Linked DNA regions of Mus musculus: all the other regions are linked to region 2. Evidence: chromatin contacts called from public HiChIP or PLAC-seq and promoter capture Hi-C data. All regions are on one chromosome and are shown on one strand. Each heading gives the region's core, a stretch centred on a gene start, on an enhancer-like site or on the middle of the called end of the contact. The rest is flanking DNA. Distances are from core to core; before and after follow the strand shown.

Evidence for each region. Promoter capture Hi-C pulls out the DNA fragments that hold promoters and counts their contacts. HiChIP or PLAC-seq counts read pairs in DNA pulled down with a chosen protein or histone mark.
Region 1: a contact with region 2 is called in a promoter capture Hi-C map of hippocampal neurons, with 4 times the contacts expected there. The contact joins the enhancer-like site here to the promoter of Eif2d in region 2. A contact is called at or near these places in 6 of 39 promoter capture datasets (the 3T3-L1 cell line, 3T3-L1-derived adipocytes, the C10 cell line and 3 more), 1 of 15 datasets of contacts at CTCF or cohesin (pro-B cells), 3 of 484 Hi-C or Micro-C datasets (the G1E-ER4 cell line, bone marrow-derived macrophages and regulatory T cells), 4 of 115 datasets of contacts at active chromatin or transcription factors (embryonic stem cells, microglia and pancreatic cancer cells) and 3 of 9 other capture datasets (adipose tissue, liver and macrophages).
Region 3: a contact with region 2 is called in an HNF4G HiChIP or PLAC-seq map of pancreatic cancer cells. The contact joins the promoter of C4bp here to the promoter of Eif2d in region 2. A contact is called at or near these places in 1 of 39 promoter capture datasets (pre-B cells) and 1 of 115 datasets of contacts at active chromatin or transcription factors (pancreatic cancer cells).

What each region holds. Positions count from the first base shown.
Region 1 is chr1:131,553,999-131,556,698 of GRCm38.p6, forward strand. No RefSeq gene overlaps it. Among named protein-coding and RNA genes, the nearest start is that of Fam72a, 27 kb to the left of the region's middle. Within about 2 kb of position 1,348, at least 66 of the 459 cell types and tissues checked have an H3K27ac peak or open chromatin away from gene starts, as enhancers often do. A contact at or near this core is called in bone marrow-derived macrophages, hippocampal neurons, pancreatic cancer cells and 2 more, where this site is marked.
Region 2 is chr1:131,151,947-131,154,646 of GRCm38.p6, forward strand. It overlaps Eif2d (eukaryotic translation initiation factor 2D), which reads left to right and starts at 1,261. Exons shown (of 15, transcript NM_001136070.1): 1 at 1,261-1,479; 2 at 2,283-2,473. The coding sequence starts at 1,424.
Region 3 is chr1:130,660,262-130,662,961 of GRCm38.p6, forward strand. It overlaps C4bp (complement component 4 binding protein), which reads right to left and starts at 1,357. Exons shown (of 10, transcript NM_007576.3): 1 at 1,187-1,357.

The sequences.
Region 1 (2,700 bases), core at 98-2,597, 400 kb after region 2:
CCAATAATGTGTAACAAGAAACTAATGACTTTGCTATAATCAAATGTTCAACTATCTACAGTGTCTTTTTACAAAGGGGATATCCATGGTTTACAGGCACATTGTATTGAAAAGAAAACTGCAAGAGCAATTTTATACAATTACCATTCTCGAGAAACTGAATCATTACAATAGTAATTACAAGTTGAAAATGGTTTTTACTATAACATCGTTGATCCTCCGATCTGAGACCTTTGGCAATGGTGGGGACTGGGATCCCATTGTGCAATGGTTGCACAGGCTGCACTGCAGGGATGCTCTAGTGACTCTGTCTTGTTCTCCTTGTAGTCGAAGGGAGGGATATTCCCTCCTACTCAGACCCTTCCCAGCACAACACCACTATTAACTTCTGTTCTCAGAGACTTCCCAATGTTGTGTAATAAGCAAAGTTGTTCATTGAAAATATCTGGTGTGGGAATAGAAGGCAGTGGAGACATTTGTCGTTGTATCAAAAGCAAAACATGACACAGCTAAGCTTTGAGATAAAATGTCATCTTACCAGGAAAACAAAATGACACGAATTCCATGTTCACTATGGACTGACATTTTTATAGCCTTCGTTAGATTATCCTGACTTAATTTTTGTAGGTATAGAAAAGAAACTGAGGGACCATAGCAAGTAAGAGAGAGAAGCCAGGCCTATGATCTATCTTTATAAGAAAACGTACATTCTATAAATTTCACCCATTTCAAATGTAGAACTCAATGATTCTTAGCATACTTAGAGAATTTTACAACCCCTAACATAGTCAAATTTCAGGATCTTTCCATCCTGTCAAGAAAGTAGGTCTTCATTAGAAGCTCTGCCACAGTTACCACCTCCCCATGCCCTGGACAACCACTAATCTCTTTCTGTCTCTAGATTTGCCTCTTCTGAACTTTTCTTCCAGTGGCACCATGCATTTTGTAGTCTCCTGCGACAACCTCCTTTGACTTAGCATTCTGTTGTTTCTCTTTATTGTCTGCAGTCTCCTAAAAATCAGTCCTTCCTCCAGCTCCGCTTGCCCAGAGCCCCTTTCCTGCTGAGCCAGCTTCATCCTGTGACCTGAGCAAAGCTGGGGAGGGGCCACTCAGAGCCTGGGACCATTGCTTTCTCCTGGAAGGACAAGGCTCTGCAGATGGCAGACAGTGAATGACATCAGGCTCTGCAGTGACTGGAGCTCGTGGCACCAGCTCTTCATTGTTCTATTTTTATTCTCGTGTTAAGATTTTTCAGAGGGAAGGCTTTACTCAAAAACTGCTTCTCTCTCTAGCTGCTCCTACAACCCCAGGCTGGACTCTGCTGCCACCTGCTGTCCTTTAGCCAGACACTGAACAGGAATAGAGAAGGCTTTGTTCCCGGTGATACAGTTACGTATTGAGTTCTATTCTTGTGCGTGCGTGCGTGCGTGCGTGCGTGCGTGCGTGCGTCTGTCTGTCTGTCTGTCTGTCTGCCTGCCTGCCTGCCTCTGTCTGTCTGTGTGTCTCTCTATATATACATAACATATATATGTATACATATGCCTCTGTTTCTCTATATATACATATATATATTTATATATACATATATAATATATGTCTGTGTGTAAGTCTGTCTCTCCCTGTGTCTGTGTTTATCTCTGTGTGTCTGTGTATGTGTCTGTGTGTAGGTCTGTCTGTCTCTATTTGTCTCTTTCTGTCTCTGTCTGTGTGTCTGTCTCTGTGTGTGTCTCTGTATGTGTTTGTGTGTAGGTCTGTCTCTGTCTCTCTCTGTATCTCTGTCTGTCTCTCTGTGTGTCTGTCTCTCTGTATGTCTGTGTATGTGTTTGTGTGTAGGTCTGTCTCTCTTTGTCTCTCTCTGTGTCTCTGTCTCTCTCACACACACACACAAAGTTTCAATACATGTATATAGTGATATCTTTCTATGAAAAATTAGTTGTGGTGGTTTGAATAGCTATGGCCCCATAGACTCATGTGTTTGAGTGCTTGACCTGTCTTTGGGTTTCCATTTCTGTGAAGACACCATGACCATGGCAACTCTTATAAAGGACAACATTTAATTGGTACTGACTTATGGGTTCTGATATTCAGTCCATAATCGTCATAGCAGGAAGCACAGCAGCATCCAGGCAGACATGATGCTGGAGTAACTGAGAGTTCTATATCTTCATCCATAGGAAGCCAGGAGCAGACTGTCTTCTAAGCAGCTAGGATGAGAATCTCAAAACCCACCCCAACAAGGACGCTCTTACTCCAGCAAAGCAATATCTCCAAATAGTGCCACTCCCTGGGTCAAACATATTCAAACCACTACAAGCCATTAGAAAATGTGGCCTTGGAGGAATTGTGTCACTGTGGAGGCAGGCTTTGAAGTCTCCTATGCTCAAGCTGTACCCAGCATGGTACAGTCTCCTTCTGCTGCCTGTGGATTCTAAGGGGTCTCATAGATGTGGAAGGTGGTAGTGTAGCAGTAGATCTACCTAATCTAGGCGCACAGAATGTATTCATATTAATTGAGTCGTGTTTTCATTGCCAGGGCATATTAGGGATGGAGAGAATTACTGCAACAATTACTACAAGATATAGCACTCTCAGCTGCTCCAGCACCAAGTCGGCCTGCACACTGACATGTTTCCCTCCGCATCTCTCCTCTGAGTCATGGAGATTCCTTTCTCCTCCCCCCTGCATCCTAGCCTGTGCAAC
Region 2 (2,700 bases), core at 11-2,510:
CCAATCCTTAGTCAAAATGCCCTACAGACTTGCCTACAGCTCAGTCTCCCACGGAGGCATTGTCTCCACTGAGGCTCCCACTCCTCAGATGACTCTAGCTTTTGTCAATTCCACAAAAGAACTAACCAGCATGTATGGATTTATGCTCTTGATTAGGAGAGACTGGGTGTGGCAGTGCCTATGTCTCTGAATCTTGGCTCCTACTTATTGGCCATTAATTTCTAGGAAGGCAATCGACATCTTCGGATCTACAATAGTTTCCCCAGTTTGAAATGTCTAGTATTCCCCTAAAATTTTCTTCAGTTCTCCAGACCACAAACACTCGGTGGTACATATCCTAAATGTGACTTCATAGCAGTCCAAGGAACAGGAGTCTGCAGGTAATGCTTTCCTCTAGGCTCCTCTGCCTTTGGTTTGGGGTGAGGTGCTTCTAATAAAAGTCTGGAGGCTCAGAGGTGTAGAAGTTGAGGCTAGCAACTAGGCCCTAGTATATGACAGGTAGAGATTGCCAGGCACTTTGGACAATCAATGTGAAATTAGTTTAGCAACTAGGATGATGATGATGATGACGACGACTATGATAATGGTTACGGTTAGTGAAAGGGCACTCTGCTCCGAAGAGCTGATATGCAAACGCTAGTTTAATAGAACATAAGCAACCTAGGTTTAAGTTTAATTTAAACCTAAGTTTAAATCCTTGTCCGTAGAGTACACAGTTGTTTCTCTGAGGGAAGCCCCATCTTTGTTATTGAACTTTGTTACTAGTAGCCTGGGCAAAACCGAATCCAGGGTGGAGTGTATTCCTTGTTGCTGCTATTATTACAGCGTGCAAATTAAACGTCAAGGAGGAAAAAAAAAAAAATCCTAGCTGAAGCCTTTAGTTTGTAATACCATATAAAGATATGGATAAATAAAAGCCTTTAAGCATTTAAAAGCATTTTTAAAAAGAGGGCGAACCAGCATTCAATGAAACCTGCAAGTTTAATAATATATGAATTCAAAAAATAAAATATGAACTCAGTTCATTTTGTGGACTTGACGCATGTCGAATAGACTGCAATCAGGCAGTTTCTTCTCAACGCCGTATCTAAAGCGGATGGAGCAGAAAGAATAGAACTAAGACGTTGTTTGCACAACTGGCGTCCCTAACTACAGACCCGCAGGCTCCTAGGTACACCCGGTTCCAAGTGGAAGAGCGGGAGCGGAAGTTCCGGAGTCTGTCCCGCCCCTCCCCACCTGGCGCTGCGTCAGTTCCGGGCCAGCATCAGGGCTAGGGCCGGGTTCCTAGCAGGCTGTTTTTTGGCGCCGAGTCTCAGCATGGCTGCCTCCAGGGTTGAGGGTCCGGGAGCCGCCACTCCTTCGTTTTGTTGACCGCCCCTGGCGTCTGTGCTCTTCTTGTCTTTCCTGAGCTACTCCAGCAGACATGTTCGCTAAGGCCTTTCGGGTCAAGTCCAACACAGCCATCAAGGGCTCGGACAGGTGAGGGAGAGAATACTTTTGCTTAGCCTAGCGAGGCTCCTACACTTGTAGGGCTGCACATAGAGACCCCAGGGAGCCAAGCAGGGGTGTTAGAAACATTTTTGAGGATAAGGTGTGGGGGTGTCTCTTTTTATCTTCCAGCTGGTCTTTTGGACAATAAAGTTGAGTTAGCGTGTACTGGGCTCAAGCTAGGTTTTGTGGGAGATGTAAAATGAGGGAATATAAGTCCTCCATGGAGTTTAGAGTCCATGGGAGAACTCAGATGGTGTACCAAAACTAAAAGTATAGGGGGGGGGGGGGAAACGCCTAAACGATTATTCCTGGCCGGAGAGACTGGTGTCGGAGAGGTCCGTGCCCTGAGGTGGCAGAGCCTAAGAAAGCTGTGGTAAGGAGAGATGTTAACTCTCCTTTTTAAGTCAGTGTCGTAGACACGGATAGCTCCGCAGGGATTTTGGAGCCAGCTTTCTTTAGGTATCATTCTTGGTGCCATAGTAGCCTTTTAATGAGAGGTTGACAGATTGCCAACCAGTCTAAGACAGGAGTGGGGACAGCATGTGAGGTCATCTGTGTTTCCAATGACTTTCTAAAGACTAACTTTGGTTGCTTAGTGAAAATAGGTGTTCCGATGGAATAATATGCCCAGGAGGTCTTGAGAATAATGAATAAGACAGATAATAGGATTTGGAAAAGCTGAGAAGGGGGCATCACGAACCAGGCAGTCTTTCTTCAGTCTTTATGATTTGTATAGTCATTCTGAATGTCTGTATTTATTAATGTGCATCGTGCTGGTGTGCTTTCTGCAGGAGAAAGCTCCGGGCCGATGTGACAGCTGCTTTCCCTGCCCTGGGAACAGATCAGATCTCTGAATTGATACCTGGAAAGGAAGAGCTAAATGTTGTGAAGTTGTATGTTCACAAAGGGGATTCGGTGACTGTGTACACGAGTGGTGGTAACCCCATCCTATTTGAACTGGAGAAAAATTTGTATCCAACAGGTATGGTAACCAGATGAAATGCCCAGACTGCAGCCCTGGTGAAACACGTTATTCTCTGTTGATTTGGTGTGATATTTGTTTTTGTTTTCCCCCATAAACATACCTTTTCAAATGAAATAAACACAGAATTTCCCAATACTATTCCTAAGGATCTTCTGGGACCTAGTGTTTCCAGAATTGACCTTTTCACCGTAAGAGGGATAAGAAACAAACGAAACCCCCGGCCC
Region 3 (2,700 bases), core at 107-2,606, 490 kb before region 2:
AACAGTGAAAGGTAAGTCTCTATTGCTGAAGACACCATACACTTCAGAAACAAGGTCAAGAGATCCCTGAAATGGAACTGATCTGAATGTCCCCTCTCTGGGGACTTAAATGTTACTAGAAGACATTGTGCAAGCTTCCAAAAAAAGGGGAAAGGCAACCAATAGTCCTACCCAGCTCTGATGCCCATGAATGCATCAATGACCAACATGATACAGTAACCCTAAGGGTGTAATAGTGGGACATATTGTTTGAAAGTAACCAGAAACTCTCTAATTGTATTTAAGGCCCATTCAACCATGTCTGTTGCTATAAACCTAGCTAACTAACTACTCAATGCTAGTGAAGTTCCAGTTATTAGAGAATCTACAACTACTAATTTACTAAGCCAGCATAATCTCTAACAACATTCTATAAATATTTATCGTCATACTCACATAGTCTTGAACCCCTCATCAGAAAACACACACACACAAAACAAAAAACAACAACAGAAAAACCCCAACTTCTCTTTGTAACAGAGGCCACCGCAGAAAACTACAACCAATCAAAATGCAGAGTTATGGGTCCCAGTTCTGATGTCTACATCTAAGAAACACTCCTGCACCTGAGAAGAAACTACAGAGGAGGTGGCAGAACGATTGTAGGATCCAAGGGTCCAAGGAATTTACTGTGAAATTGTGTCACCTAGCAACATCAGAAACTGTATCAGAAAAGTCTCACCAACATGACCTCCCAAACATGACCCAAACAAGAACACTGATGAACATACAAAACTAGACAGTGGAATCCCACGAGGCTTTGATTCTACACAAAGAACTATAGGCAACTGAGGAAAGCTGGTAGTAAGAGCTGTGGTATTTCCCATGGAAGATCCACAGCAATTGGTTTCCTAGCGCCAAATTATCAGCCCTGAAAACATACATAAAAGTAACATTATATGGACTGAACAGGTTGTATTTAGGAATAGATGCATGTGATAACAATTAATTTAAAAAAGGAGACTATATTTGAAAGAGAACAAGAAGGGCTGTATGGGAAGATTTGGAGAGAGGAAAAGGAATGGGAAAATGTAATTAAATTGTAATCTCAAAAATAATAAATAGAACACAGAGGAGCACACACTAAAGAACCTGATGACCAGCTTTACCCACAATGCCCCACCCAAGTGCTCAGTAGCCCACTGACCTGCAATAGCAGAGAAAGACTCTGTGGTGGTACTTGGATCTCTACTGTACTAGTTTCTCCCAAGATGAGAGTTGATCATATTATCCTAAAGCTGGCCAGTACTTGCTCCATCAAAAAAGCTTCTGAAGTCTACCCACGCAAGTGATCCTTGCATTCCACCCACACAAGTTTCTGGTTAAGCAGTTGAGTATGACGGACAGGGAGACAGTCTCCTCTGTCCCGGTGAATGATTAACAGACTAGAGCAGCAGTGTTTATTTAATCTCCTTCTCTCCCAGCCCTCATTCTTCATCATGTGTTGGAATTATTTATTTTCTTCTCTGCCAACCATTTCCCCTAAGTTAGAAGGGGACTTGGAATTTGATGCCAGAATTTTCTGTCTTTTCATAATCATAAGAGTTATGCATCACAAAATCCAACCAGCCTAGGAACCTTGAGTTGGAGTTCAGACCCACTCTGACTAAAATGATTCTCTTCCCAGGACTGCAGACCCACTCAGGGACGTTGGATCTGAGGATCTTACTCTTCACTGGTCTCCAGGCATCACCAGGAGCTACAATAGACACAGTATGTGTGTTGTTTATTGAGTTCCTGCTGTGTGCTGACCTGACTGGAACATACTCAGAGCTCCACAGATATTAGCAACTACCACTACCAGGCACCAAAGGATCTCCAGAAGTCAGTCTGACACTCGTCAATATTCAGAAAAATGTAATGAAGAGGCTAATTTATGTGTTTGCGATCACATAAATATACAGATAAAGTCAAGTCCTGAAATGGACCCTTAGTCTGTTAATAATAAGTTTAAAGATTTGTGTGCCCCAAGGATTGCTCTTGGAAAGCACTTCTGGACCAGTGAGATGGCTCTGTGGGTAAATGTGCATGTCATGAAGCCTAAAGACCTGAGTTTTATCCCCAGATTGAACCAATTCGTATATGTTGTCCTCTGACTACCACAAGCATGCCATGCCCCAAATGCCCCTCATATAAATAAATAATTGTAACTCTAAGTAGTAAAAATTAGTTCTTACCAGATGTAGTGTATAATCTTGTAACTGTAGCACTTGGGAGGCTGAGGCAGGAGGATTATGATTTCAAGATTAACCTGGGCTACATAGTAAGATCCTATCTCAGAAACCAAAGGCTGGAAATGCTGTTGGGTGGTAGAGCACTTGTCTGATATGTCCAAAATCCTTGGGTTGGATCAACATAGGGAAAAAAAATTTTTTTGACATCATAATTTATGCTCTGTAATAAACACTAATGGCCTCACAAATTGAGCTCCTCCGTGAAGTTTGACCAAGTTATAAGATTTGGGGTGCACCTTCACTGATAAGCAGAAATTACTGAGAGGAAAATGAGGAGGATATTAGAGGTAAAGAAAGCACAGCCACGTCACAAAGGTAAGAGACTGATTTAATGTGATAAGAGTCCATGTAAAAGCGATCCTATGAAGTCCCGGAAGCTGATTTGGAGGAAATACCGCCCTCAGTTCACTCTTCCAAATATCGTTTA